Linked DNA regions of Mus musculus: region 1 is linked to region 2. The links are chromatin contacts, called in public Hi-C maps. All regions are on one chromosome and are shown on one strand. Each heading gives the region's core, a stretch centred on a gene start, on an enhancer-like site or on the middle of the called end of the contact. The rest is flanking DNA. Distances are from core to core; before and after follow the strand shown. Region 1 overlaps Mir99ahg (Mir99a and Mirlet7c-1 host gene (non-protein coding)). Region 2 has its middle 130 kb from the start of Gm31258.

Region 1 (5,515 bases), core at 393-2,892, 270 kb after region 2:
AGTCCTCAGACACAGAAATGTAAATTCAGGCCTATCCCTCAATGGCCCAGAACTTACATGCCTTCAGATTTTTGTCAATCTGAAAACTACTTCATTTAGCCATTCATGCTCTTCCTCAGTATGTAAACACACCTAAGATGTCTAGCATACCATATGTAAGCACCTAGATACTGTCAGATTGTGTAACATTACAATACCCACTCGCCAGACTGTCAAGGTTGAATCTCTAGACCTTGCCTTTTTGTAATATAGGTTTTTTTTATTTATTTACTGCATAGCTCTAAATACAAACCAAACACATCATCCTTGAGAGCTAAATAAATAAAACAATAGTTTTTGGAAATGTAGAAATCATTGTCTTGGATAAGCCAAGGCAACCTCGGTTGGACTTCGTGCAAACCTTTTCAAGTTGGATTGGATTCAGTTTCCCAGTTCTCGCTATGGGGCTGTTGCTTTAGCATCCATCCCACTTCCCAACCATCTGTTTCTTCTGGGAATCAGTCTAGAGCAGGGCGCAGGGCAGCTTACAGCATGGTGAAGGTGTCAGGTACTTATGAGTAATTCCAGGTACCCACCATAAAAGGGAAGCACAAGGACAGAGTGTAAGCGTCTAGAAATGTGTATAAACCTCACTTGACTTTGTGATTTTGTACATATTGACTCGAATAATACACTATGGGTGTCTTCATATCTAATATCTATATATCTATATATCTATATATCTATATCTATATCTATCTGTCTATCTATATATATGTATATCTATATATTTGCTCTTTATATCTCGTTAGATATAAAAGTATCAGTAAATGACCACTCTGACAGAGTTAGGGGCGCCTCATGGTCAGAGGAGCATTGAGTTTGCACTTTCCAGTGTCGTATGGGTCATTACAGGGCAGATCTGATCAACATTAACATGTGTTTCTCAATTCCTGGAGCATCAAGAATGACAATGAGGTTGCATAATTATATCTGCAAAGGAACTTACAGTTTGATTAAGAAGCTTCTCTTCCCTTTCCTTGAGAAAATTGCTAAATATTCACGTGGAAACCCTCAGAATAGCAAGCAGACATATTTGAATGCTAACGAGGATATCAATAGAATTGAATTTGTAGGTGCTAGAATCCTACATCCTTTTATTCGAACTCGTGTGTTCCCTCCTACTGTTTAGCTTGATGGAGCATTTTCTTATGGTGCTCATAGAGAATTTATGAGGGAGATACCTAGTAAAAGACGAATTTGTCTATCCAGTATGATTTTCCATGAAAATTCTGAACACTTGCACTTAGAAATTGTGTATGTATACTCTCATAAAAAAGTGAAAGGTCTTAAATCCACAGTAATGAATTTCTTTCAATATTTATGCTGAGAGCCTACTTCTAATAAACAGCCATCTATTTTCAAGCTCTTACCAGAGAAAATAGCCTGTTCTCATAGTTAGGAGTAGGACATGCAAACAAGACTTTTTAACCTTGAAAGCCTCGCAAAGTGTGATTTGAACACGATGGCAATAAAAGAGTTTTAGTTAATTTATCTCTAAGGCATTGTTCCTTCTTTTAGAACCAGAGGTTCCTAAGACCTCACCCACACAAACTCATTGTTTCCCTGTGCTGGGGACAAGCAGGAACATGCTTTGTATTATTAAATTGTTGTTACTGCCCTCTAGTGGCAACAACTAATCCTTGTTCTTATTCCACCTCTGTCTGAGCCATGGAAATTCAGGACATAAAGAGCAAGCCAGAGCTTGTGTATCGCAGGGAGTTATATAGCAAACACAACCTCATATCGTCTAATTCAGGAGCCTGTTCAATGAATAATCTAAGTCCGTGTATGGAGACAAAGGGGTGGAGGTTTCATCCATGTATCTGATTGACACATCTTGTGAAGACGCACCAAATTCAAATATTACTTTTCAAAGGACACAGTTCTCTCTTCACATGCTTGAATGCAGGTGGTTTACCGTATGCTCAAAAAACTGACTCTCAAAGATTTAAGATAGTGTAGACCAGATGTGCTCAAAAGTTACAATGTATACTTTATGTTGGGGATCTATCCAGATTCGGGGCTGTAAGAGCTAGAATTCCTAACTCACTGATGGTGATGATCTCTGGCCGTTCACGGTCAGCAATAGTTTGACTAGCTAGAACCTTGGGTAGTTTATCAGAGAAATCTCAGAAATGAAGACCTCTCGCAGACTACTTTTTTTATTGTGCAATTAACTCATACTATGAGGAAGTACTCCTTTTAATTGGTAATATATATATGTTTACTCCCTACCTTGTATGCAACCTCAGGAGGAAACTAAGCAAACTGAAGCTTAGACATCATATCTTGTGTATACACGCGTAGAATCATTAGTACACTTGCACAGTCAGAGAAGTGTTCATGGTTCCTATAAGAAGTAAATGACCTGAAATAAAACATATTTATACGTTAAAAGAAAGTAATTACAGTTTTGCATTACATATAGGACATAGTGAGCACTAAATGTCAGCATTGCCAATAAGTATCGCAGAGTAAATTTATAGGCGCATATAAGCATGTGCTCTGGATTCCTTCAGTACAGAGACAATTTTGACATTTCCATAAAAGAAACTTAATATATGAACCCATGAAAGGTGTTACCTTGAGGTTTGACCGAAGGATAAAATAAATAGGAAGTCAGAGACTGATTCTGTAATAAAATTCAGTTGAGTGTGGGAAACATGAAGAATGATATTAAAGAAAAGCTGGGATTATTTACTTTTCTCTTTTACTACGGCCTTGAACCAAGAGCAGATGGGAAGGAAAATGTGTAGAGTTTAACATCCAATTCACATCATGCCACAGCACATATAAACCATATGAACATGAAAGGGCAAAGACCCTGGGTAAACTTAATAAGGTTTTGAGCATTCTGTGGAGGAAATGGACCATAAAATATCTATTGTTTCGCAAACAAATCATATTGCACATGCTTGCATTCTGTGATCATTGTGCCATCAATAACTTTATGTAGCTTGAAAGCTGTGTGGCGTCCATAGTTTGTGATGCATTATTAAAGTGAGAGATATATTCATACGTCTAAAGTTTTAACTAAAAGGAAAAGGTTGATGATGTAGTTGGAGGAAAAGGCATGCATTAACCTGAAAACATTCCTTTCATACAGTTGGTCTCTACGTTTGTATGAGTTGATACGTCTTCAATTTTGAAACTAAGGTTTAATGCTTTCTCTGGAGTGCACTAAATTTCAATTGATGGTGTATCGCTATTGAACTTTCAGAGTAACAAGTAACATATTTAGAAAGATTTCAAAATAAAGAGCTGCTGTAACGAACCAAAGTTGGCATTGATCACTAAATATGTGCACTGTCAATAAAATGTTTTAATTCTCTTTCTGAAAATTCTTTCTTCTTATGGTGTTTTATAAATGAAAGTAATTTCTATCACTCTGCAGTTTTGGTAACCAGACTTGCATGTTAGACGAAGAGCAACAGGAAGATTTGAAGCCAGTGCTGTCTATCAAGCACAGGCTGCACAATGAAGTCTATGAATACGATTATTAGACTTTATTTAATGGATGATGGAATTCAGACTGATGCAGTAATAAAAGGATGAAGGAATTGCTGAATTCTGTACCTAAAAAATGCATTTCTAGTGTCTCGTAGCAACAAAAGCCTGACATTCGGGGCATAGACACAAAAGGGAAGTGAGAACCATATACTTGCACATTTACATTCATAGCAGCATTATTTACAATAATTCCCTAGAAAGAAAAAATCCCAAATGATCACTGAGGAAAAAAGGTGGTATATATATATACTTGAATATTATTCAGCCTTAAATAAGAGTGAATGTCCTGTTAACATTCTTCATATGAAGGATCCTTGCTCGCATAATGCTATTAAAAAAAAGCCAGAAACAGGAAGAGAAATATTGTAATAGTATCACCGTCTGGGGTCAATAGAATAGGCAAATGGATAAAGAAAAATACCAATGCTTATGGTTACTGAGGTAGAAGGAAGGGACAGATGAGACCTGTGGTTTTAATAATGCAGCTTTTCAGTGGAGATGGTGTAGAAATCCTAGACCTGGGTGTGGTAATCAACAAACAGCAATGTAAATGGAACTGTTCCACTGAAATATGTATTTAAGGCAACTACGAAGATCTATTCTATAATGTTTTATATATATCATTTATAAGATCCCAGTGCTCCTCCTTATGGACCTGTTTATCGTGGGGATCTCTAAAGAACTTGAGACACCTGTTAATCTCCCCCAATGCATAGAAACGCACAAATCTAGAGCCAGTGACGATCTGGCTGATTGTGTTACTGTTCGCACATTGAAGATAAAACCTGAAAGTTGCCATCCACTGCAAGAAATTCAAGAAAACAATCCACTTTTTACTGTAGTCAAAATAAGCTTGAGAACTAAACGCTGAGATGTAAAAATAGGTTAAACACTGTATAAATTTTAGATGAACCCCTTGCTTCCTTTGCCTCCCCCTCCTACTGTCATAGAAATGTTATTAATAGCATCGCCGACTCTGAAGGAAATTGACGTATCAAAGCAGGGTATCTGCATGAATGAAATTCTCAAACGATAAATTAACAGGAACAATATGCCAGTGAATCAAAGACAAAAAACAAAAACAAATCTACAAGCAAACCCCAAATCGCCTACTTCCCAACATAGTCCCTTCGGCTAAACAATTCTATATCCAGTACTGTTTCACCTCCTACTAAGCATTGGAAAAGGTCTTTGAAAAATATATTTTTGAATTTTCTCAACGAAAATAGAAATTGCAAAATGTCAATTTAAGTACAGAATATGCCTGGGGAAACCTGGGAGGGCTGATAAATGACACAAAGCAAGCCAAAGTGTTCCTTTGTGCTTGGCTGAACAAGGCAGCCAGTAGCAAGCAAGTGTTGAAATTTTTGCATATTCTTTGTAATGGCACTTTTAGTACATGAGGAGACAATGGGATAGTGCTTAGTCCACAGTTTACAAGTTTGTTTGGATGAAATTTTTGGACATAAATCTTTGCATCAATTAAAAGTCACACTTCCTTTAAGCCATCTCAGTCTAAACAATAATAAGGTAGAAATATTATAAAATTAATATGCATTAGACAGCATGGGTTTATCCTACTTTAGGAGAGATTTTAATGGAAAAAATGTTCTTTTGGAGCAAAGGATGAATTTTAACTTCTTACAATAACATCATTGAAGGTTCAGATGGTGGTACATGCCTATGATACCAGCATTTGGTATTAGAACCTGGAGGACCAGAAATCGGAAGACATTCTCAGCTTCTTAGATGATTGGTGTCAGCAGGAGCAACTGAGCCCCTGACTCAAAACAGGAACAACAAAAAATTTAAAGCATTGGCTAGCCACTACTGTGCATGGTTGTCTTATAATGCTTAATGCATTGTGTGGCTTTTTTTAAAATTTATTTTGCAGATCTTTTGCTTATATATTTTGGTTGCTAGTTTTGTGTTTTTATGGAAAATGTGTGTTCGCAAATATCTC
Region 2 (5,294 bases), core at 2,315-4,814:
ACAATCACAGTTCTTACATCTAGGACTCAGGGAGTGCCACAGCAAAAGGGTCAGAAAGATTGCTAGAGTCAGAATACCAGGAAGTCTGCTCTAAACCTTTCCTAGAGATGTCTGTACAAACAAGATGTGAACAATGGCAATATCAAAGGACATGCCAACAGTGAAGAAGGAAAAGTACAGGGCTTCACCCTTAGACAACTCACTACAGGTAACTAATGACAGTTAGTAGAGGGAGAGTTAGCCTATCAAAGGAATTAGTGCCCTAGTTTTCCAAAGCAAAGTGGTCATTCCTATTACCATATACACACAATATAATAAAAACTTACCCAGCAGGTTATATTTATATATTTTCAACATATGCCCATGTATATGTAATAATAATAATTGGGAAAGATAAGGCTATCTGTCACTTTGAGAGCGAGGGCATATGGAAGGAATTTGAGGGAGAGGGCTTAGGAGAAAGTGTGTTGGGAGTAGGAAGGGGGAAGGGACTAAGCACTAAAATTATATTTCAATTAAAATGTATGAAACATACGAAATAAAAGTACACTAAAAATGAACGTAAAACGTGTTAAGGTTTTATTCTTATATTTTACGTGCAGTTTCAAAGCTACTTTATGCCTATTTTGTTTAAGAGAAAATAGTTTCCATAAAGGCTATCACTCATAGAGAAATGTGCATTATTTTTATCCTTTTGTAGGACTGTTACAATGTAAGATCTTCCTAGCTGTCCTGGTGAGGGAATAGAACTCAGGAAAAACGAAGACCAAAGTGTGGACACTTTGCCCCTTCTTAGAATTGGGAACAAAACACCCATGGAAGGAGTTACAGAGACAAAGTTTGGAGCTGAGACGAAAGGATGGACCATCTAGAGACTGCCATATCCGGTGATCCACCCCATAATCAGCTTCCAAATGCTGACACCATTGCATACACTAGAAAGATTTTGCTGAAAGGACCCAGATATAGCTGTCTCTTGTGAGACTATGCCGGGGCCTAGCAAACACAGAAGTGGATGCCCACAGTCAGCTATTGGATGGATCACAGGGCCCCCAATGGAGGAGCTAGAGAAAGTACCTAAGGAGCTAAAGAGATCTGCAATCCTATAGGTGGAACAACAATATGAACTAACCAGTACCCACCCCCCCCTTCCCCAGAGCTCGTGTCTCTAGTGGCATATGAATCAGAAGATGGCCTATTTGGCCATCAGTGGAAAGAGAGGCCCATTGGTCTTGCAATCTTTATATGCCTCAGTACAGGGGAACGCCAGGGCCAAGAAGTGGGAGTGTGTGGGGGAGCGTGTGGGGGACTTTGGGGATAGCATTGGAAATGTAAATGAAATAAATACCCAGTTAAAAAAATAACTAAGGCAGGATGTCCTCTTGCCTCTCTTCTAGATCTTTGGTGTAAGACCTCTCTGTATGAACAGTAATGGAAACGGGAATGTCTGCCCCTTCCCATATTCTAACCTAGTTTTGCACCATTATCCTAACAGAAAGTGTCAGTATGATGCAAATGGGCTTTATTAACAAATAAATGCCAAGTAAAAGTAGACATTGAAACCTACACAGACATATATAGCAATTGAGCCAGGGGCAGAGTAATTCTCTCCAGGGAACAAGTCTCATTTGTTTGAGAAAACTATTTGTTTGAGAAAACTACCTCCTGAGCAAAAGGTTGAAGTAGGCACCAGGGATTCACTATCCATACCATTGAAATCCTAATTTCTCCTTTACGCATCAGACAGTGTGAATAGGGTCAGGGTTTCATGATCTTCATTGCGAAACAGGCAAATGAGAATTTCTCAGATGATTTTACCCTAACACAAGGTCTTTAACAGATATAAGCTCAGAGAAATCCTATATTTTAGTTGATAAGTGCAGAGCATATTAACTTTATTTAATTCAACAGAGGAGGTTCTGTAGAGCCAGGATGAAGCCTCCTAGCTTTAGAGAAGTTATTCAACCAGTGTCTCTCCTGAACTCTTTGTAACTGTTTACAGGAGGTTAAAAAAAAAAAGAGCCCAAGAAAATAAACATGTTATCCAGTTACTTGTCTTTCAGTGTTAATGAATCGTTTAGCAATTTGAGGATATTTTCCACCAGGATTCTTGTCATGTCAGGATTTTTTCACCCCCCACTGGAAAAAGAATGTCTTTTGTGCTAATCAATGTTCTTTGTTCAACTCCTGGACAGAAATCTTGGCTCTTTAATAACAGCCTTTTCTAATTCTGTTTTGTAATTGCAACAAGCCATCTTGGAGGATTTATCTGCCATGATGCACGCCAGCAGTATGTGGCCTTTTCCTGAACCCATCAGGACGGAGCCTTTTCTTTGAACCCTTGGCTCCTTGCTGCTACTGACCCTGTTGCTCATTTATAACATGGGTGCCATTTATCACCTCCAGACTTACAGATATTGTTGTGGAAAGAGACTGAATGCAATCATTCACGCCACTGAGTCTTTCTTTTGGGGCCTCACAACTTCCTTCCTCACAGGATACCTGATAGGGAGAGATTAGTGAGCAGGCTGTAATTCTATTGAGGGATTGTGATGTAACTGCATTGTAAACCATAAAGTGACACTCCAGAGATTTGAGATCGCCAGAACGTGGAGATTAAGTTACAGCCACTACAGTGCCTCTCTGTCCGTCCGTGTGAGGTGATGGTTTGTAATCTGTCTGTAAAATATTACCTACCTGTAGAAAAAACACTTCCTTTTATAGCAGAGACCTTAATATGACTTCTGCAGTTTCAGAGCTTAAAAGATCTGATGCTTCATTTTTTTTTAAATAGATGCTGACAGATAATTTAGAGTCCTTCAAGTAAGACAAGTCCTTCTTGATAATACATTTTTAATTTTAAGAAACTTTTTGTTGTTTTTTTTTCCATATATAGATTGAGATGCTTGTTTTTAACGGGATAGAATCATGGTTTGTGGATATAAAATTAGGAGGTATAATTTACTGAGGAAAAAAAATTACAGAAGGCTTAAAATTACAAATTCAAGGTGTTCATTACAATAACGGTGTTAAAGACAGGCAATGCCACTATCTTATTCTTCAGTACTTTATAGTATTAAGTCCTATATTCATTCGGCTTCTCCTCCGATTTACACATCCTGTATGTGAATCATGCAAAGTGAAAATAAGCCACTTGTCTAGACACTTAATACTTAGAAGGGACTAATCCATCATCTCTAAGCTATCCATTCCATTAACCCCGTGCCTCTGTGCCTTTTGCAACTCTTTCTATATGCAATTCTTAGGGAAGAAGTTTTATGTGCAATGTTTAATCTTTCAGTTATTAACAGTCATCACTTATTAAGTGTGGCAAAGAAATTTTGGATAAGCCGATTTTTCTTACTACAGACCTTTCTAGAACCCTTTTCTATATCCATAAACTGTGTCTCTCAAGTCCAAAGCCGTAGCATAAAGCATTTCCTGAACTCTTTGAGCTGGGCTGCCTGTAGCATCTCACATTCAATGTTGAGGACCCACCGTATGGCTTAATCACCTAGGCTTCATAAAGACACTGTTGAAGGGTGACGGCAAGAAGCAGGGCCTTTTTAACTAAAAGCATTTAAGAGCATGACTAGCTCACTCGGACATCACATTCTGTAAGAACAAGCAAGATTGAGGATTTTAAAAACCTCTGCTAGTAAGTTTAAAATAGCAACTAATCTATTTTTAAAGTATTTTAATACATAATCTTTGTATCTATCAGTCGATCTGAAAGCTTATTATCATCTCCATTTCTTTTTTCAGATGAATGAACTTAAGTTCACAAATAGATTAGTGGACTTTAGATATGTCACAATCCCCAATTGAGGGCTAAGTAATTTCCTAATATTTCACACTTATAAATCGTGGGTTGATTTCAACACTGACATCCTTGCTCTCTGATTGTGCAATCTCCCTTCTTATTCTGCAACACTGCTCTATAAGCATAGCTTGTCCTCAACTTCCTGGGTCTTAGTTTCTATCTATAAATCTGAAGATGCTGGATGACCTCTTATATCTCTTTAAGCTTTGAAATCCTATTGCGAATGTCCAGAATTCTTTTTAGCTCGTTTAAAGCTTTTAATAAAAAGAAAAAAATGTCTACCAGCAATACCGTGTGCTCAAAATAAATGTTAAACTACATCATCAGATATATGAAAATGATGACAGACAACCATGATATAAGCCTCGGAGAGCCGAGAACAAGTTGTGCAAGCAAAGGCCAATATTGCTCTGCTTTTATAAATATTAAGACCAATTGAATATGTAACTTACCCTAAACACTAAGGCTTTTAACACAGATTGAAGCAGAAAAGAGGGCATCTGTGCACTGCCTTTGCCTGGTCTTCCTTGCAGACAGATAAAGTGTTCAGTTGTGGAGCCTTGGCCTATCTCCAGGACGGAGGGAGAGCATGTGTAAACAGCACGGTTGTTATTTTATTTGTAGGGAACATTAAAGTGCATAGATTTGGTCAAATGTCAAATGACACTTCTCCACTCTCATCCTTCATTTTATCTGGTTTACCATGGTTTTCTCCTCTTGTTCTTGTTTCCACACAAGTGTGTCGAAACCATTCTCTTTGATTATGGGAAATCATTTCAACATTCCTGTACTATATTATCAACTGCACAAAATGGGCTTATTTGACTTTCCAGGGCTGGCATTTTGTACTACTGTGCCATAAAAAAAAAAAAATCTCTGATTTATTTCCTAAAGTTTCAGTAGGTATAAAATTGTATAGTTTTCAAATTATGAGTTTTTACTTCTCTTACCTAATTCATCAGTGTATTCTCGCACCTTCCCTGATTTATTTTAAGTGAACTCCTTCCTTTTTCTTTCTTTGAAATATTTCCTACAACATATTTTGGTCATGCTTTTTCTCCATGACCATTCCTCCTCAAAAACAAAACATACAAAGAAAACAAAAATCAAAGCAAAAACCTTAAGTCAAAGCAAAGCAAAACAACAACAAAAGAGCCCCCAGAAAACAACAAAAACCTACCTAAAGTCGCCAAAATAATCACAAAGGCTTCTGAGTGTGTGTGTGTTTCTTGTTTTTTGGACAGCTATTCTTGGGCATGGGGTATATCCTGGAGTGTGGTTCAAATACCCAGTGACACCCATTGGAGAAAATGTATTTTCCTTTCTGCAGTAAATATTAAATGCAAATTGCTTCTTGTTTAGCGATGAAACCCCATGTCTATTTTCTTCTCAGTACTTGGAGCCTTGTCTGGGTTTGAACCAGTGCAGGTTTGTGCAGGCTACCACAGTCTCAATGAGGTGATATGGACAC

The links. A called contact is a pair of places that touch in the nucleus more often than the background predicts.
Region 1: a Hi-C map of bone marrow-derived macrophages shows a contact between it and region 2, with 1.9 times the contacts expected there. The contact joins two enhancer-like sites. A contact is called at or near these places in 2 of 15 datasets of contacts at CTCF or cohesin (pro-B cells and stem cell-derived epiblast-like cells), 25 of 484 Hi-C or Micro-C datasets (the C10 cell line, the HL-1 cell line, the HPC-7 cell line and 14 more) and 2 of 115 datasets of contacts at active chromatin or transcription factors (acute myeloid leukemia and stem cell-derived neural progenitor cells).

What each region holds. Positions count from the first base shown.
Region 1 is chr16:77,442,584-77,448,098 of GRCm38.p6, forward strand. The region is part of intron 2 of Mir99ahg (Mir99a and Mirlet7c-1 host gene (non-protein coding)); the gene reads left to right. Among named protein-coding and RNA genes, the nearest start is that of 9430053O09Rik, 25 kb to the left of the region's middle. Within about 2 kb of position 1,643, at least 27 of the 459 cell types and tissues checked have an H3K27ac peak or open chromatin away from gene starts, as enhancers often do. A contact at or near this core is called in bone marrow-derived macrophages, where this site is marked.
Region 2 is chr16:77,171,032-77,176,325 of GRCm38.p6, forward strand. No RefSeq gene overlaps it. Among named protein-coding and RNA genes, the nearest start is that of Gm31258, 130 kb to the right of the region's middle. Within about 2 kb of position 3,565, at least 36 of the 459 cell types and tissues checked have an H3K27ac peak or open chromatin away from gene starts, as enhancers often do. A contact at or near this core is called in bone marrow-derived macrophages, where this site is marked.